Linked DNA regions of Mus musculus: regions 2, 3 and 4 are each linked to region 1. The links are chromatin contacts, called in public Hi-C and promoter capture Hi-C maps. All regions are on one chromosome and are shown on one strand. The core of a region is the stretch at or near the end of the contact, and the rest is flanking DNA. Distances in the headings are between cores, read along the strand shown.

What was found. Promoter capture Hi-C pulls out the DNA fragments that hold promoters and counts their contacts. Hi-C and Micro-C count contacts between places; a contact is called where the count stands out from the background. Capture Hi-C pulls out chosen DNA fragments and counts their contacts.
Region 2: a contact with region 1 is called in a promoter capture Hi-C map of adipose tissue. The contact joins the promoter of Rsl1 here to the promoter of Zfp729b in region 1. A contact is called at or near these places in 1 of 115 datasets of contacts at active chromatin or transcription factors (bone marrow-derived macrophages) and 2 of 9 other capture datasets (adipose tissue and macrophages).
Region 3: a promoter capture Hi-C map of liver shows a contact between it and region 1. The contact joins the promoter of Zfp595 here to the promoter of Zfp729b in region 1. A contact is called at or near these places in 6 of 39 promoter capture datasets (hematopoietic stem and progenitor cells, liver, macrophages and 2 more), 2 of 484 Hi-C or Micro-C datasets (B cells and cerebral cortex), 7 of 115 datasets of contacts at active chromatin or transcription factors (the 230-238 cell line, cardiomyocytes, craniofacial prominence and 4 more) and 4 of 9 other capture datasets (adipose tissue, liver, macrophages and 1 more).
Region 4: a Hi-C map of liver shows a contact between it and region 1, with 8 times the contacts expected there. The contact joins the promoter of Zfp457 here to the promoter of Zfp729b in region 1. A contact is called at or near these places in 2 of 39 promoter capture datasets (erythroid cells and neural stem cells), 14 of 484 Hi-C or Micro-C datasets (CD4 T cells, CD8 T cells, the G1E-ER4 cell line and 9 more), 7 of 115 datasets of contacts at active chromatin or transcription factors (acute myeloid leukemia, astrocytes, cardiomyocytes and 4 more) and 3 of 9 other capture datasets (adipose tissue, liver and macrophages).

What each region holds. Positions count from the first base shown.
Region 1 is chr13:67,608,390-67,611,294 of GRCm38.p6, reverse strand. It overlaps Zfp729b (zinc finger protein 729b), which reads left to right and starts at 1,588. Exons shown (of 4, transcript NM_001163246.2): 1 at 1,588-1,722. The coding sequence starts at 1,717.
Region 2 is chr13:67,171,747-67,174,634 of GRCm38.p6, reverse strand. It overlaps Rsl1 (regulator of sex limited protein 1), which reads right to left and starts at 1,453. Exons shown (of 4, transcript NM_001013769.1): 1 at 1,382-1,453. The coding sequence starts at 1,417.
Region 3 is chr13:67,331,224-67,333,923 of GRCm38.p6, reverse strand. Zfp595 (zinc finger protein 595) reads left to right here and starts at 1,364. Exons shown (of 5, transcript NM_177622.3): 1 at 1,364-1,457. The coding sequence starts at 1,452.
Region 4 is chr13:67,305,028-67,307,727 of GRCm38.p6, reverse strand. It overlaps Zfp457 (zinc finger protein 457), which reads left to right and starts at 1,316. Exons shown (of 4, transcript NM_001003666.2): 1 at 1,316-1,378. The coding sequence starts at 1,373.

The DNA.
Region 1 (2,905 bases), core at 339-2,838:
TCTCTTCACCCTGTACCAGGTAAGTCAAAAGCCACCTACCTCTAATCCCTCTAGGAATAAGCTGTAGCCAAATTGATTTAACTAATAGTTTTCAATCAAGGAACAAGATTTGCACAACAGAACCTTTTAAATGTGAGAGGTCCATGGTAAGCTTAGACCTTCAGATATAGAATTTAGTATTACAATACATAGCAACATACCAAACCTCAACACATACACATATTGGAAAACTAACTATGCTCAGAAATGTTAAGTCCTTCTGGTTGTTGGTAATGCCCTTCACTACAGCCATCAGGGGGATGACAGACCACTCATGACCTCATTCTAAACAGACATGCCAATCAAATGTCCAGGTGAATGTACTGTTTGTTGACTCTAGTTTTTCTAAATTAAGGAATCTGTTCTGATCCCTAGGCAAACACACTCCCTAGAGAAGAATATTTGGATAGGGATTTTGCACAGTCTCTGCTCTGAAACAGCTTGCTTTTAAATTATTATGCCTCAGGGAAGTATGAAGTCTTTTCTGTAATGCCATTTGTAGCTTTAACTCAAGCATGAACTACACAGGAATAAACCTTCTTACGAAAAGATGGGAATTCTCAATACTCCAAGTTTCCAGTCTAACTTCTTTAATACATCACCTCATTTTACAGTGATATGAGCATATTTCTGATACCTTTGTATTCCACGGGAAACTATCTCAGTGTTCTGCTTAGGAGAAGTGAGGGAAGTGCAAGGCAGCTACCAGTAATGTTCAAGTATTATCAAATGTGAATGATGACAGGATCAGTGGAGACAGGAAAATCAATAAGGAACATCAAACCAAACACAGAGGGAAATTGAAGAGCCAGTACACTCACCATTGTGATCCAAGGAGCTCTGCCCCTCCTCTTGGGAGAGATTCAGAGGAGGAAAGCAAGTGCTCAGAAAACACTTGGTGGTGACTCAGTTTGATTTCTAATTCTGTCTTAAGCACCTGGGATGGTTTCCATAGCGTCTTAAAGAGATAATGCCCACTCTTATATTAACTTCCTGCTTTCATATTTTAAGTAAACCATGAAAGCATGAATTTTCCACTCGGTAGTAACATTCCATAAGTAGTTCTGTACTTTAAAAAAACAAAACAAAACAAAAAATCGAAGCTTTAAAATCACAATGTTTTAACAGAGATAACAAGGAAATGCGATAAACATTACTATGAAAAGCTCAGCTCACAGGCTAACATCGCGTGCTGTGACCAAAGACTTTTTTTTTTTTTTTTTTTGGTTTTTTTTTTTTTTTTTTTTTTTGAGACAGGGTTTTTCTGTGTAGCTCTGGCTGTCCTGGAACTCACTTTGTAGACCAGGCTGGCCTCGAACTCAGAAATCCTCCTGCCTCTGCCTCCCGAGTGCTGGGATTAAAGGCGTGCGCCACCACTGCCCGGCAAACAAAGACTTTTTTAAACGCCCACTTTCCCTGTTGCTGCCACGTGCGGCAGCCTGGTTCTTTCCAACTTCAGCTGCCCACAGCTGGACTGCAAGGCAGGCAATGCACAAGACCTCTTGGGGGGGGGGGGGGGTTCCCTGTAAATCCTTCCAACTGACTTGTGGGAAATGTAGTCCCGGGTCCTGTGACATCATCAGAAAGGGCCGCCGGAATCGAACTTCCTTATTCTTCAAACTTCACTCCTCAAATGTGTGCAGTTGTCCTCCTCAGCGCTGCATCTGGATTTCTGACATGGAGGTTAGTGCAGGGAGCAGCGCCATCTTTCAGGTCTGAGGGGCTGTGCAGGGTGGCAGGTAGGGCACGGAGGGAGCTGGCTCGGGCTTGTTGTGAGGCAGGAAGCTGCTGACCTAGGCTGGGCCGCTGCGCCTGGGCACAGGTTTGAAGGGGAGAAGACTGAAAACAACAGGATGGCAAGGGCAGGCTGGGTCTGCTGACTGCCTGTTCCTGAGATGCTGACAAGAGCGCACTCATCATTACCTAGCTGACCCCTTCTCACGTGACTGTAGTCAGATTCTCAGGACATACAGAGCACTTGGACATGTAGCGCCCTCTGTATGTTATGTCCTAGAGTCTACTTCTGGTTTGAGCTCAAGCAGCTTCCTAAAGTTCCTAGTGTCCAAGGAGCAAGAATCCTGTGAGGGAGGGCAAACTGTCGTGTGGGATGTTAGTTCCTTTGGAACGAATTGTTCGACTCATGGATGCCCTGATTCAAATAAGATTTTCTGATAGACACCTTTGTGACCTGAATGCGACAATACATGGCTATAAAATCACAAAATAATCTTGTAGTTGGTATGAAGCACTGTTTGCAAAATCCAAATAAATAGGATTTTACACTAAAGATTAATAACTAGACAATAATACCTCAACAGTTCTGAGTATGTGTTGTGTCCAAAATTTGGGCTCCTTTTCAGATGTGAGAGACGACTTGGTGTGATGAGAGACCTCAGGGTGGGGTGGAAAGTCTGAAAGGGAAGGGGGAAATGGCTCTGCTCATCTGTCAGGCTCTGTGCATTGCTTTCTAATCTGCCAGACTCTGTGCATTGCTTTCTAATCTGCCAGGCTCTGTGCATTGCTCTCTAATCTACTAGGATCTGTACATTTCTCTAATCTGCCAGAGTCTGTACATTGCTGTCTCTTCACGTGCTTTTCATCTTTGTGTTCACGTTATCAGCAGTGTCTGAACTCTTTTAAATTTTCCTTTGTCCCTCAATGTGACATTCAGGTTTAGTGACACACCCTTCTTAATAGTTTTAGAAAGAATTCTCCAATTTTTTCAACTGTATCTGAAAAGCTGTAAGATATGGCTGGAGAGATGGCTCAGTGGTTAAGAGCACTGCCTGTTCTTCCAAAGGTCCTGAGTTTAATTCCCAGCAAGCACTTGTTGGCTCCTAACCATATATATTTGGATATGATGTTC
Region 2 (2,888 bases), core at 204-2,703, 440 kb after region 1:
CTTCCCATTCCCTACCAGCCTGTCTATACTACACAGTGCTTAAAATACATACAACACAGATCACGAAGCAGCAACTCCTAGGTTGGGTCAAGAGTCAAAGAGTCTCTGAGTATGGAGTGAGGATTAAAGACAGGAGAGGCAGAAAAGATGCAGAGCCAAGAAATAGACTTGGGAGGATTGCTGGTCAATACCACAGCAGCCTCGAGTTTATTTTTCACCGCCCTTTTATACCTCATATTACCATGGGAAGCAAAGTTACAAGATAACAGAAACAATGGCAGAAATATACACAATGTCCATAAACTTCCTCAACAAGTCCAAGCCCTGATAATGTCATGTTGACCGGAACCATTTGGGGCCAAGCGGACACTCTCTTTTTAAAAAATTCTCGGGGCTGGTGAAATGGCTCAGCTGTTAAGAGCACCGACTGCTCTTCCAAAGGCCCTGAGTTCAAATCCCAGCAACCACATGGTGGCTCACAACCATCTGTAATGAAATCTGATACCCTCTTCTGGAGTGTCTGAAGACAGCTACAGTGTACTTACATATAATAAATAAATAAATATTTTTTTAAAAATTCTCAACTGTAAAGTAGGGATGGAGGTCCTGTCAAGTTTAGTAAACACAGCCCTCAAGGTGAAACATGGTGTGAGCTCCTTTTGATCCCACTCTGCCTTGTAGACATTCCTGCCTGTGTGTCCACTGCATGTGTTTCTTCAACCCTAGTCCAAGATTTTCCGTGCATTCAGACAGATATGTTGGCTATGTCCCAGAATTCCCCAACACGACAGCTGTTGTAACTCGGATTTTTCCTCTCTTAATTCTTTACTGGCAGCGAAAAATGAACACAGTCAGACCTCAAGGCCATTGCTATAAGCTGGCTACAGAGTACACGGGGACCAGAAACCCTTTTACTCTAAAGACACAAAGGACTCTGGCAGCATCCAGGTGAGATGGGGGCAGCCAGGGACGCGCGCTTCCAGCAATGCAGGTCTGTGAGCTCTGGCACTCTCTCAGGAGCAGGTAGTCAGCTCATCACCATTAGTTTGCAATCTAGTCCTCCACTACCAAGCTGCTCCAGTGTACCAGAGAACCAAGGCAGACTCGGGCTGCTCTCGGTGTTCTAAAGGAAACCTTCACTCAGGACACAATCCCAAAAGGCCAGTCCCCTCACTCCAAAACTGCAGCCTCAGTGGCCCCAGCCAGTTCAGCACAGCCAGTCCTGGCAGCTGCTTCCGCCCTCCCACCCAGTCCTCAAGCGCTCCCTCCAAGACAGAGCCCAGCTCCCGGCACTGAACCCCAGGCTATGCTGCTTCCTGAACCAACCTCCTTGACACAGATCCCGCACAGAGCCCCAGGCTACGCTGCTGCCTGGACCAACCTTCTTGTCAGAGACAACTGGAATAGATAGCCGCATACGATTTCCGCCCAACCTTAAGAAAGACGCACGAGTACAGACCTGAACTCAGAAGGGGATTTCCTGGAAGGCTCCCAGTGGTCACAGTGGTGCGGACTACATCTCCCAGAAGTCTGTGCGAAGGAAATCCCAGAACCCAGGGTGGGTGAAGTCTACTGTTTGGAGAGTTTTGTGGATGGGAACACACAGTTGAAGGTGCAAGGAGGAAGCCTTATCTGCAGAAAAGCTGTGGGTAATGAGATTGGTTTTCGACCCCAGAACCACATCGGAGATGTATGGATTTGAGTCAAGCCTTTGACAGAAACTTTTGGCTTACAAGTCATTTCTAGTAGTAATTTTAATATTACTACTTCCTGGCCGGGGGGGGGGGGACGGGACGGGGGGCACGTTGACTTAGTTGTTCGTTAAATAAACAAAGCAATACACTAACCAACGTGGCAAGGAAAACTAACTTTATAAAATGTTTGAAACCAGCCTTGGCGTTCCTGACTATGCTCCTAGCTCCTCAGTGGCTTTTGACAAATGGACTTGGGATACAAAGCTGGCTTGGTGTCTGCCCCAACAAACTTGTATACTGTTGTTTGTGTTTCTACTTTTTGAATATATAGAAACAATTCCTCCAGGGCATTGCTAATATTACACATACAGAAACACATGCTGTTTGAGCAGGCCAAGGAGGTTGACTCTGAAGATAAAATTTGACATCCCCATGCCACACCCAAGCATGTGTGTATCTAACATTCCTCTAAATCTCTTGTCCTGAGTTAATGCCCCGGACTCTCAGACATTGGAAAGAAGATCAACAAGAAGCCCATGGAGGCATTGATTAAAACCAGCTAACAGGCTACCTATGTCCAACAGAGACTACTACTGTTGATCTGTTGGTAGAAAGGTGTCTGTAATAAAAGCAGGTCACACATCCAGTCATTTCCCCTACTTGTTGTATGCAGGTGAGACATAAATGCACAAGGCTTTGAGTTGTACTGTAGAAACAAGAGTGTACAGAGCACAAACATTTTAAAGTGGTATACACCCTCACCACAATAGTTGAGTAGCCTGCAACTAGGATTTCCTTCTGAGAGCCCTCAGAAATCAGTGTACATGGGGCTGCTAACAAAACAGCCAGGGGATCACATGGAGTCAAAGCCTTGTCCATTCCTTAGATCCTGTGAACTAAAGGCAGGTACTAAAAAATCAGCTGCAGTGGAGTCTACTCCACTGTGGAACACAGACCCAAAGTAGCCTCTAAGACTACATAAGCATAGACTTAAGAGTTCAATCAATGTATTTTACTTATCCATCGAAATATATAGGGTGAGCATACCAAGTGATGATAGGCAATGCACGCTTAGAAACATCGGTACAGAAGATCAAAGAACAAAGGAAAAAAATCTTGAATCCACAAAATTGTGAAAACTTATTGATAAGGTATTAAACACACAATCCCAGTGGCATGGTTTAATCTTTGAAT
Region 3 (2,700 bases), core at 115-2,614, 280 kb after region 1:
ACATTCTTCCAGACAAATGCGTGGTCATGCCTATCACAACAATACCCCACTCCTGGTACCAACTCCTGTCTTAGTTCAGTAAATAGTACATAGCCTAGTTGTCTTAGGGTTTTAGAGCTGTGAACAGACACCACAACCAAGGCAAGTCTTATAAAAGACAACATTTAATTGGGGCTGGCTTACAGGTTCAGAGGTTCAGTCCAATAATAAGGAGGGAACATGGCAGCATCCAGGCACGCATGGTACAGGAGGAGCTGAGAGTTCTACATGTTCATCTGAAGGCTGCTAGCATACTACTGCTCCCAGGGAGCTAGCAATGGGGTTTGTAACTTTGACTCAAGCATGAACTGCACAAGAATAAGCCTTCCAAAGAAGAGATGGGAATTCTCAATACTCCATGTTTCCAGTGTAACTTCTTTAATACAGTGATATCATTTGACAGTTATATGAACACATTTCTGATACCTTTGTATTCAAGAAGGAGTTATCTTGATGTTCTGCTTCAGAGAAATGTGGGAAGTTCAAGGCAGATACCACTGATGTTCAAATATGGTGAAATATGAATGATGACAGGATCATCAGAGACACAGGAAAATTAATAAGGAACATCAAACCTAACAAAGGAAATCCTATAGTGCACAATGGACCAAGGACGCTTGCCATCCTGTTGTTTCCAACCTTTTCCCCTTCAAACCTGTGCCCAGGGATAGTGGCCTAGCCTTGGTCCACTGTGCACTATAGAATTTCCTGTGTTAGGTTTTGATGTTCCTTATTAATTTTCCTGTCTCTCTGTACATATACCTCTGTGATCCCAAGAGCTCTGTCTGCCTGCCCCCTTCCCCTTGGGAGAGATGCAGGGGAGGAAAGCAGTGCTCAGAAACCACCTGGTGGTAATTAGCTTTGAATTTTAATTTGTTTCTCTTAACCACCTGAGATGCTGCAAGACAATCAGGGTCACCAAGGATGGTTTCAAGAGCATCTTCAAGAGATAATGCTCAGTCCTAAATTAGCTTCCATATTTTTAAGTAACTGATGAATTTTCCATATGGTAGTAAAATACTTTAAATTCCTTTAAAACCACAGCGTCCTAGCAGAAATAACTAGGAAACGTGGTAAACATCACTGTAAAAGGTTCGATGCACAGGCTAACATAGGGTGCTGCGACCACCGGACTTTAAGAGTCCAAATGCCCGTGTCTGCCCATCTGCAGATCCTTGTTTATTCCTAACTTAACCTACTCACGGGTGGCAGGAATTCTGGCGGACAACAAACTAGTTCTGTGGGTTCCTGGAAGTTCTTCGCACTGACTTGTGGGAAATGTAGTCCCTACCACGTTGACGTCACCAAAAGGCTGGCTGTTCTTATCAAACTTCCGCATTTGATTTTCAAACTTAAGCTTCTCCCCAAAGTTAGGCGTCTGTCCTGTTGAGCACTGCGTTTGGATCTCTGACATGGAGGTTGGTGCAGGGAACAGCGCCATCTTGCAGATCTGAGGGACTGTGCAGGGTGGCTGGTCGGGCGCTGAAGATGATTTGAGCTGACCTGGAGATGCTGTGCTGACCTAGGCTGGGCCACTGCCCCTGGGCACAGGTTTGAAGGGGAGAAGGTTGGAAACAACAGGATGGCAAGGGCAGGCTGGGTCTGCTGACTGCCTCTGCCTGAGATGCTGAAGGGAGCGCACTCATCTTTACTGGGGAAACGTGCTCTGCCTGTGCCTACATAGCTGTAGTCAGATTCTCGGGACATACAGAACACGTGGACGTCTAGTGCCTACTAAACTTTATATCCCGTCCACTACTCCAGTTTGATCTCACAAATCTTCCTAAAGTTCTTGATGTCCAGGGACAGAGAGACCTGTGAGGGTGATTGTTTTATGGAATGTTAGTTTCTTTTCCTTTGCAATGAATTGTTGGATTTATGGATGCCTCGAGTTGAAAAGAATTCTGAAGGTACAATCCTATACCTGAATCATCACAATACATGGCTACATAGACACAGAGTAATTTTGTAACTGGTATGAACCAGTGTTTGCCCAAATATGGAATTTGCCCTTCTGCTTAAAAATCGTTAGACAATAATCCTCTTAATAAGTGTTCTGTCCAAAATTTGGACTCCTTTTCAAATATAAAAGATGAGTTGATGTGTGTGTGTGTGTGTGTGTGTGTTTGTTTTTTTCAGGGTTTCTCCACCACAGCCCTCCCCCCTATCTCAGGTGATCTTGCTTATATTGTCACTTTTCAGTCAAACCAAGGGTTAGTGAGCCAGAGCCTGGCTCGTGGCATTCAAGTCTACTCCCAGAAATCATGGGCTTCAGACCACCTTGTCCTATCTACTGGGATTTTCAATGAGTTTCTAACCATACCTAGGATAACAGACATTTCCTCGTTAACTTTGCTAATCTGTAGAAAAAAAAAATAACAGTATATGAAGTCGGAATCGCAATGCTGCCTTGTACATCAAAACATGTTCCTTACAAAGTAGAGAGAGTACAGCATTGTGCTCATATACAATTTATAGGCACCTTATGTTCATATATATTTTTAATTAAACAGCTCTATGACAGAAAAGAGAACTTAAGTGTAATTCTATGACACATTTCTGTCACTTCTGCTTTTTGGGGAGGAGTCAGGAATCCAGAGAATCAAAATCATCGTCTCCTTTATAGCCAACTCAAAGTGAGCCTAGGCTACATGAGACCAT
Region 4 (2,700 bases), core at 67-2,566, 300 kb after region 1:
GATTTAACTAATAGTATTAAATCAAGGAACAAGGTTTGCACAACAGAACCTTGTAAATGTGAGAAGTCTGTGGTAGGCTTAGATCTTCGGGTATAGAATTTAGCATTACATACATAGCAACAGACCAGACCTCAACACATAACACATATTGGAAAACTAGCTATGCTGAGAAATAATAACTTTTGTGGCTTCTGACAATGCCCTTCACTGCAGCATTCAGGAGGAGGACAGACCAGTCATGATGCTTGCCAATCAAGCACAGGTACACACACGTACTGCTCCTTGCCTCTAGTTTCTCTGAGTGAGCAAATGATCTGCATCTCTGGATAAACATACTCCTGAAAAAGAATAGGGACTCTGCACAGTCTTTGCGCTGAAACGGGTTCCTTTTGGATCATTAGGATTCCGGGAAGTATGAAGCCTTTTCTGTAATGGAGTTTGTAACTTTGACTCAAGTATGAACTACACAGGAATAAACCTTCCCATGAAAAGGTAGGGATTCTCAATCCTGCATGTTTCCAGTGTAACTTCTTTATTACAGTGACTTATTTGACAGTAATATGAACATATATCTGATACCTTTGTATTCAAGGAGAAAACACTCAAGTGTTCTATTTAGAAGGGAGGGAAGTTCAAGACAGATAACACTAATGTTCAAATATTTTCAAATATGACCGATGACAGGATCAGTGCAGAGACAGGAAAATCAATAAGAAACATCAAACCTAAGGCAAAGGGAAATCCTGTAAGTGCACAATGGCTCGACAGTCAGTACACACACCATTGTGATCCCAGGAACTCTGCCCCTCCCCTTGGGAGACAGGAAAGCCTGTACTAAGAAAACATCTGCTGGTGACTAGATTTGATCTCCAATTCTTCTATCTTAAGCGACTAAGATGGTTTCAATAGAATCGTAAAGAGATAATGCTCACTCCTACATTAACTTCCTGCTTCCACATTCTTAAATAAAGCAGATCATGAAAGCATGAATTTTTCATTCGTGAATGATTCTATACATAGATCAGAGTTGTAGCAGAGATAACATGGAAACGTGATGAACGTGATTACTGTGAAAGGCTCATCTTACAGGCAAACATTTCGTGCCATGACCAAGGATTTTAAAAGAGCCCAAATTCCATGTGCATGCCCATGTGCAGCTGCTCTCAGTGGACTGTAATCCAGGCAGTGTACAAAAGCTCTTCAGTGGGTTCCCGGAAGTCCTTCCAACTGACTTGTGGGAAATGTAGTCCCATCGCCTGTGACGTCATCAGAAAGAGCTGTCAGCAACAAAATTCCGTATTCTTTCTTCAAACTTCGCTTCTTCTCAAATTTGTGCAGCTGTCCTGTTGAGCGCTGCATTTGGATTTCTGCCATGGAGGTTGGTGCAGGGAACAGCACCATCTTGCAGATCTGAAGGACTGTGCAGGGTGGCGGATAGGGCACAGAGAGTGCCAACTTGGGCTTGTGAGACAGGAAGCTGCTGACCTTGAGGTGCTGTGCTGACCTAGGCTGGGCCACTGTCCCTGGGCACAGGTTTGAAGAGGAGAAGGTTGGAAACAGCAGGATGGCAAGGGCAGGCAGGGTCTGCTCACTGCCTGTGCCTGAGATGCTGACGGGAGCTCACGCATCTTTGCTGGGGAAACGTGCTCTGCCTAGCTGACGGGTTCTCCTGTGGTGGTTGTCAGATTCTTAGGACATACAGAACACGTGGACATCTAGCGCCCCATATACTTTATGTCCTAGAGATTACTCCTGGTTTGAGCTCACACAGCTTCCCAAAGGTCCTAGTGTCTAGGGACAGAGAGTCCTGTGACGGTGATTGTTGTGTGGGTTGTTAGTTACTTTTCCTTTGGAATGAATTGTTAGATTTATGGATGCCTTGGTTAGAGTGGGAATTTCCAATAGACATCTCTGTGACTTGAATCATCACAATACATGGCTATGTAGCCACAGAATAATCTTGTAATTGGTATGAACCTATGTTTGCCCAATCCAGATAATTATGGATTTTGCACATCAAATTAAAATCGCTAGACAGCAGTACCTCAACGGTTCTGAGTATGTGTTCTGTCCAAATTTGGACTTCTTTTCAGATGAGAGACGACTTGGTGTGATGAGAGATTGCTGGGTGGGGCTGGAAAGTCTGAAAGGGAAGAGGAAAATGGCTCTGCTCATCTGCCAGGCTCTGTAAATTGTTCTCTAATCTGCCAGGCTCTGTACATTGCTCTCTAATCTGCCAGGCTCTGTACATTGTACTATGTTTTCTTATCACATGATTTTCTTCTGTCTCTTCACATTGTCAGCAGCGTCTGAACTGTCCTAAATTTAACTGTCTTAAATATTAAATTTTCTGTCCCTCAATGTGACATTCAGGTTTACTGAGGCACCTTTAATAGTTTTAGGAAGAATTCCCCAAGTTTTTCAACTGCTTTGGAACAGCTGGAATATAAATTTGGAAAGCTGTTATACATTTGGGGTCTAATGATTTTTCACATAGGTTCCTGTCTATGCATAGTTCTCCTCCTGAAGGGTTAAGAGAATAGTTTAGTCCAGAGCCATTTGAATAGCCTTGATCTGAGAACACAGATTTACTTTAATCCAAATTCTATGCTCCAACATGGAATCAGTTTCATGGTTTTACAGAACAAAGAATGTCATTAACCAAGGAAAATTTAAAATACTTTGGTGTGAGTCGATAGA